Linked DNA regions of Podarcis muralis: region 2 is linked to region 1. The links are chromatin contacts, called in public Hi-C maps. All regions are on one chromosome and are shown on one strand. The core of a region is the stretch at or near the end of the contact, and the rest is flanking DNA. Distances in the headings are between cores, read along the strand shown. Region 1 holds the start of TMUB1 (transmembrane and ubiquitin like domain containing 1). Region 2 holds the start of ABCF2 (ATP binding cassette subfamily F member 2).

What was found. Hi-C and Micro-C count contacts between places; a contact is called where the count stands out from the background.
Region 2: a Hi-C map of tail shows a contact between it and region 1, with 5 times the contacts expected there. The contact joins the promoter of ABCF2 here to the promoter of TMUB1 in region 1. A contact is called at or near these places in 2 of 3 Hi-C or Micro-C datasets (blood and tail).

What each region holds. Positions count from the first base shown.
Region 1 is chr12:1,207,853-1,211,339 of rPodMur119.hap1.1, forward strand. It overlaps TMUB1 (transmembrane and ubiquitin like domain containing 1), which reads right to left and starts at 1,915. Exons shown (of 3, transcript XM_028750414.2): 1 at 1,766-1,915.
Region 2 is chr12:1,385,872-1,389,358 of rPodMur119.hap1.1, forward strand. It overlaps ABCF2 (ATP binding cassette subfamily F member 2), which reads right to left and starts at 1,919. Exons shown (of 14, transcript XM_028750337.2): 1 at 1,642-1,919; 2 at 682-894. The coding sequence starts at 1,804. CHPF2 (chondroitin polymerizing factor 2) reads left to right here and starts at 2,084. Exons shown (of 5, transcript XM_028750318.2): 1 at 2,084-2,238; 2 at 2,930-3,355. The coding sequence starts at 3,048.

The sequences.
Region 1 (3,487 bases), core at 665-3,164:
TTCCCTTGGTTTATCTCTCTCTTTTTGTAGAAAGCTTGGAGGCAAATTGGGGTTTGTTTTACAGTCGGGTTAGGTTTTAGGAAATGGATAAAATTAAAACAATGACGTTGCAGATCTGGAGCCAACCCCCAGCCCCCAACTCTATGGGGCTGCTGGAAAGCTCCAGCGGAGGAAGCAGACGACACGGTTGCTGCTGCTTCCAAGGGCGTTGGGAGGGTGGGGGTGTCTCACCCTGAATCAGCCTGGCAGCTCATGGGAAGCTAAGTGTCCTTGTCACCCCCACCAATACCCCCAGGAGCCAACCAGATGCCCACAAGCAGGATCTGGCCATAATGTCTCCTCCTGCAGTTTCCAGCATCTGGTTCTGGAGGGCATTTGCTGAGCAGGCAGCATTAGAAATTAGCCAGGTGTGTTTTGCGACTGGCGCATGTCCAAGTGGAGATTTCTGGGTGCCAGGCTGGCGACTGGGGGAAGCCAAAGGCCCCTTCAAGAAGGAGCTGAAATATTCTCCTGGAAGCTTGACTTTGTTTTGCTCGGTGCTGTTTTGAGTTGGTATTTCAATGTGCCGCTTTTGAGATTTTTTCTTTAAAAGATAAAGCTGTATACAGTGGTACCTCGGGTTAAGTACCGTATTTTTTGCCCTATAGGACGCACTTTTTCCCCTCCAAAAATGAAGGGGAAATGTGTGTGTGTCCTATGGGGCGATTACAGGCTTTCGCTGAAGCCTGGAGAGCGAGGGGGGTCGGTGCGCACCGACCCCTCTTGCTCTCCAGGCTTCAGGAAGCTCTGCGCAAGCCGTGGGAGAGCTGTGCGAAGTCGCGCAGCTCTCCCACGGCTTGCGGATAGCAGCCTGTTCTGGGGGCTGGGGTCAGGGGAAGCTTGGGCTTCCCCCGCCCCAGCCCCGCGCCTGGGGGGGAAATAATTTTTTTTTCTTTATTTCCCCCCAAAAAAACTAGGTGCGCCCTATGGGGCGAAAAATACGGTACTTAATTCATTCCAGAGGTCCGTTCTTAACCTGAAAGTGTTCTTAACCTGAAGCACCACTTTAGCTAATGGGACATCCCGCTACTGCCGCGCTGCCGGAGCACGATTTCTGTTCTCATCCTGAAGCAAAGTTCTTAACCCGAGGTAATATTTCTGGGTTAGCGGAGTCTGTAACCTGAAGCGTCTGTAACTTGAGGTACCACTGTAGAACCAATAACAACAACGAAACCTCAAAACCGATGCCTACGTTCCATTGTGGCCACAGTACCCCAGGTCTGAGGTGCCATTTGGCACTGAGATTGTCTAGCTGAGTTTCTGTGTGCAGGAGAGAGCATGGAAAGGAGGAGCAAGGTCGCCTTTAGGAGACACCGGAAGGCAGCCCAGGAGAGGGGAGTCTGGGCAGTGGTTAATGTTCTATTATGTTTTCATATACAGCATGCTGCCAGCTGCCCAGGGGGGCGGGGTGCAAATAAAATAAGAGCAATAATAATAATAATAATAATAATAATAATAATAATAATAATAAAGGTGCCTGGGAGCCCATCCCCCCCCCCCGGAAGCAGCGCTCCCTTCGGGGCTCCAGGCTGAGAGGCCCCATTCGGGGTGCCCCCAAAGAGGGGGGGACTCTTCCCTTCCCGCGCAGGCGCCGCCTTCACAACAGCCCTGCCAGGTGGGCGCCTGGGAGGAGGGAGGGGCGCCCCCCCCCCGGGACTCGGCCCCCGCCCCCCTGGCGGAGGCGTCTCCTAGCAACCGCCCCCCCCCCTCCGCGACCCCGACTCACCCGCGACCCCGCCAGCCGCCGCCGCTTCCTCCTCCATCCTCCTCGGGCTGCCACTCAGGCGCTCCCGCCCTCCCTTCCGGCCGCCCGCGCGCGGCATTGTGGGCCTCGTAGTCCCCGCCCGCCCGACTTCCGGCTTCCGGGGCGAGACCGGCCTGCCAGGCGGGGGCCGTAGTTGGGGCGCGCGGTGCCTTGTGGGTCCTCCTCGTCGCAGGGGATTGTGGGCGCTGTAGTTTTCCCTTCCCGGGCGGAGTCGGGAGGAAGAAAGGGAAGGCTGCTTCCTGCGGTGCAGAGTGGGACTGCGGAACTGCCTGCCACAGGAGGCCACCAACTGGACGGCTTCAAAAGAGGCTCCAGGAAATTGAGGGAGGAGGAGGAGGATGATAGGAAAGGCTCTGGCTCCACAGTCAGAGGCAGAAATGCTTCCCAAGACCAGTTGCTGGAAAACGCAGGAGGGGAGAGCGGCTCTGTGTTCGAGTCCTGCTTGAGGTTTTCCCACTGGGGCCTCTGGCTGGCCTCTGTGAGAACAAGATGCTGGACTAGAGGCGCATTGGCCTGATCCAGCAGGCTCTCAAATGGCTTCTGCGCTGAATCATTCCTCCTTCGTGGGCAGCATCCCACAAAGCAGAAGGTTGAGAAGAGGCCAAAGGAAGTCCTCCTCTGTGCAGCACAGAGTTCGACAGTGGAACTCACTGCCACAAGAGGCCGTGCTTCTCAGCCTGACAGGCTTGTTGTGAGGATTGGATAGGGAAAGGAGACTCCCCAGCAGAAAGGCCCCTCCAAATCCTGAGGGTGACGGTCGCTTGGGCTGCGCAGGAGCCAACTCTCCCCATGGCCACATGCACGTCTGGGGACAGCCAGAAGGGGGCAGTAGCCAATGTCAGTTCAGTCCACAGGCAGCTTCGAGAGGAACTGGGGGGAAGCGACCCTCAATTCTTCTCCTCTCGGCCCTGATGTCCACAGATCCATAAAAAGAGAAGGATCAGGCCACTGGCCTTCCAAAGCCCTCTCCTCCTCTTTTAAAGCCATGTAGCAGTCCTGAGGCAGAGAGTTCCACAGGTTAACTCTGTGCTGTGTGAAGGGCCTTCTTTGATCTGCCCTGAATCTTCCATCAGAGGATGAATTTAATGCCTCGAGGAATGGCCTTGCGCAGGAGTAAAATGCCTCCCCGTCCGCACCCCAACCCCAAGAGCCAGCCAAACGGCACAGGTGGCAGGACCAGGCAGGGCAGCGCCTGCTCCCTGCCTGGACCACCTGAGCCTACATCCTCTGCTGGATGACCCTTGTGGTCCCTCTATGATTCTGTGTATTATTCGGGTTGCAGCTCAGCGACAGAACATCTGCTCTGCAGGCAGAAGGTCCCGGGTTCAGTTCCCAGCAGCACCTCCAGGTAGGGCTGGCAGAGACCCCTCCTTGAAACCCTGGAGAGCCGCAGCTGCCAGTCAGTGTGGACAATATAGGGCTAGATGGTCTCAAGCAGCATGGGATGCTTGAATGGTATCCGTCTGGCTAGGGAGACAATGGGAAAATGCACCTTTGAGGGCAAAGTCAAGCTGTTGGAAGGGAGGGAGTTGTCGCCGCGCCACACCTTGGTATGTGGAGGCCCACAGGGCGCAATCCTTTCCCCAATGCTTTTTAGTATCTTAAGCGCCCCCTTGCCCAGATTGTCCGGAGCTTTGGGCTGGGTTGGCATCAGTATGCTGATGACACCCAGCTTTATCTGTT
Region 2 (3,487 bases), core at 669-3,168, 180 kb after region 1:
ACACAGAACTTCTACGTGGGCACCAAACTTCCATCTTTGCAAACTGCCTGACCAGATCAGTTTGAGGCGGCACCTGAGGGAGATGACAGGATCAGGCACAAATCCTCTTGCCTGGCTGGGGGTGGGGCTGACGGGAGCTGCTGCCCAACGGACTCCGCATCGCAGGCAATGAAAACAGTCCCCAGGAGACGGATCCAGGGCCACTGAGCTGCTCCTCGGACGCTTGCCAAGGAGGCCGATCTTCTGCCAAGAAGAGGCCAGGCAGTGCCCAACAACTGAGCTCCCACTGCACCCCAACAGCCTCTGAGGGAGAGGTGCCAGTTTCCCCTTTGGCAGGCTGTCAGCGCCTTGGCAGAAGGGCAAGCGGACCAGTGGGGGCCCCCAGAAGCCTCCCCTGGCATCAGTGCCACCTTGGCAAGGGCTGGAAGGCTGAGTCTGGCCCCTGCTCCAGAAAGGAGAGGCACCCACCCACCTGGGCCTCAGGACCTGGGGGGGATTTGTGCTCTGGCCACCTCACAGAATTGTGGAGCTGGAAGGGAACCCCAAGGGCCATCTAGTCCAACCCCCAGCGCTGAAGCTATCTCCACTGACCCTCTCGCTTCCATTTGGGCCTGAACATTTGCCTACCCCACCCCCGTTGTTAGCCATGCCCTCTTCCTGCCGCCCCGCCCTTGGCCTCACCGGTGCCATTCAGGCCAATGAGGCCGTAGCGCCGCCCCGAGTTGAGCTCCAGCCTGGTGTCGCTCAGCAGCTCCTGTCCGTGGAAGGTGAGGGAGAGGTTGATGATGTGGACGTCGGTGCTGTTGGGGTGCGAGGCGAGGACCCCCGTCACGGCGCGGGCGGCCGCCTTCTTCAGCTCAAAGTCCTCAATGGCCTTGGAGATGGTGTCCACATCTGGAGGGGGAATCACAGCCCCATGAGAACCTAGGGCTCCTCTCAGGGGGGGGGGAGGGAAGAGAGAACTGGGCGCCCCCCCCCCCCGTGCCAAACCCCTACCTTTCACAGGAGAGAGAGAAGGAAAGCTGCCTTCTGGAATGACACACAGCGGTTCTCCACCTGTGGGTCCCCAGATGTTGTTGGACTACAACTCCCATCATCCCTGAGCTCTGGCCTTGCTAGCTGGGGTGATGGGAGTTGTAGTTCAAAAACATCTGGGGACCCACAGGTTGCTTTACAGGGTGTGTGACATCTGCACAAAGGGGGGGGGGGAGAGATAAAAACCCGGAGAGGGCAACAACCCCCGTGGCTCCTCACTGAGGACTGGAGCTTTGCTTGAGAGAAGGTGATGAATCCTCCCGGTGGGGGAGCCCCCTTAAGGGCAGCTTCGTGCCCCACACGCCGGCCCACGTGCCAGAGAAGGGGGGAGGGGGAGGAGCGGCCCTTCCGGGATGCTCACCCGGCTCGGCCCGGCGGAAGAGGGCGGCTCCTCACTGAGGACTGGAGCCTTGCTTGAGAGGAGGCGCTGAATCACCCCGATGGGGGAGCCCTGCCCCACATGCGAGAGGAAGGAGCGGCTCTTCCGGGCAGAAAAAGGACTGGCGAGGGGGAAAGGGCGGAAGAGGGCAGCGACCTCCCCGCGGCTCCTCGCTGAGGACTGGCGCCTTGCCGGAGAGGCGCCGCTGAGCCCCCCTCCCCGCCCACCTGGCTCGGCGTCGGCCCCGTTGTCCTGGCGGCCCCCCCGGGCGGCCTCGGGCTCCCCGCCGGCGTCCTCGCCGTTCTCCTCGGGGCCTCTGCGGGGCCTCTGGCGGGCCTTGGCCGCCTCCTTCTTCTTGGCCGCCTTCTTCTTGGCCAGGTCCGACGGCATCGCGGGAGGAGGAGACCCGGCCTCGCTGCTCCCTCCTGCCTGGACTCCGCCGGCCTCTCGCTCTCTCGCTCGCTCGCTCGCTCTCGGCCGCGCTTTCCCTCCTGTCGCAACAGAGCAGCTGCCGCCGCCGCGTGCACCCTAGGCCCCGCCCCGCCCCGCCAATGGCCGCCCGAGACGTCAGCGCCCGCCGGGCCCCGGGGCACGCCGGGAAGGCGAGTCTGGGCGGACTGCGGCCCGGCCCGGCATGCCCCGCGCCTTGGGAAGGGGCACCCTGGGAAATGGAGTCCGCCCTCTTCCCCGGAGGGAGGCGCCGCTGGGGCGGAAGAAGAGGAGCGGGAGGAAGCGCGGGAGGCCGGGGACGGGAGGAGCGTGTGAACGCCAGACACGTGTCGGGGCCGAGCTGCGGAAGGGCAAGGGGCGGACGGGGGCGGAAGGTGAGCCCCGGGAGCCGGGGCAGGAGCGAGGGGGAAGCCGCCTCCATCCGAGGGGAAGGGGCAGACCGCCCCGTCGGGGCAGCCGGCCAGCCCCGCTCCGGCCTCTGCCCCACCGGGCGCGCGCGGGCGTCTCCTCGGCGCCTGCCCCCTCCTGCTAAGGGACCCCCGATGGCCCCTTCGTGCCCCCTCCCAGAGGGCGCGTCCCGGCGGGGGTGATGCTGCCCCGGCGCCCACCCGTCCCGATCTCTTTCCTCCCTCCCTCCCAGTTCTGCGCTTAGCCCCGGCCTTAGACGGCGCGGTGGGGGTGTCCCCCTTGCCCTCCTCCCGGGGGCTCTTCGTGGGGGCGGGTGCTGCTGTCTTCCTTGCTGTCCAGGCGCCCATCCTCCCTGACCTCCCTCCCAGCTCTGCCCCAAGCCCTCGCTTCAGACGGCGCGGGCGGGCGCACCGTCTCCTCGCTCCCTTTTGGGGGGCGCATTGTGGGGTGGGTGCCGCTGTCTTCCGTGCTGCCCAGGGGCGCCGTGGTGACCCCCTCCCTCCCTCCCTCCCCGCTCCCCGGTTTGCGCTTAGCCCCGGCCTTAGACGGCGCGGTGGGGGTGGTCCCCTTGCCCTCCTCCTGGGGGCACTTCGTGGGGTGGGTGCCGCTGTCTTCCATGGTGACCCCTTTCCTTCCTTCCTCCCTCCCCGCTCCCAGGTCTGCGCTTGGCCCCGGCCCTGGACGGCGCGTCCGGCAAGGCGCCCCGCTGCCCCTCGGCTCGCCGCTCCATGGTCGCGGAGCCCCGGCTGCCCCGTCCGGGCGCCCGCCGCCGGCCATGCGCGTGGCCACGGTGCTGGCGGTGCTGCGCCCGGCGCTGCCGCTGCTGCTGGGGCTCTCGCTGGGCTGCAGCCTGAGCCTGCTGCGCGTCTCCTGGATCCAGGGCGACGCCGGAGACTCTTGCGCCGACGCGGCCGGCGGAGCCGCGCTGGGCCATGGGCGCCAGCCCGACGGAGAGGGGCTGCCGGGGGCCGGAGGAGGAGCGGGGCCGGGCAGGAAGGAGGGCGAGGAGTCGCAGGAGGAGTTCAAGCCGCGCATCGTGCCTTACTACAGGGACCCCAGCAAGCCCTACAAGAAGGTGCTCAGGTAAGGCGCTTAGGCTGGAGGGGGCAAGCCTTCTCCCCACAGCTGGGTTCCAGGGGCTTTGGGGAGGAGGAGGACTGTCGTGCCAGAGGTAAGCAAGGCTTTTGCCAACAGTCCCAAATAATAATAATAATA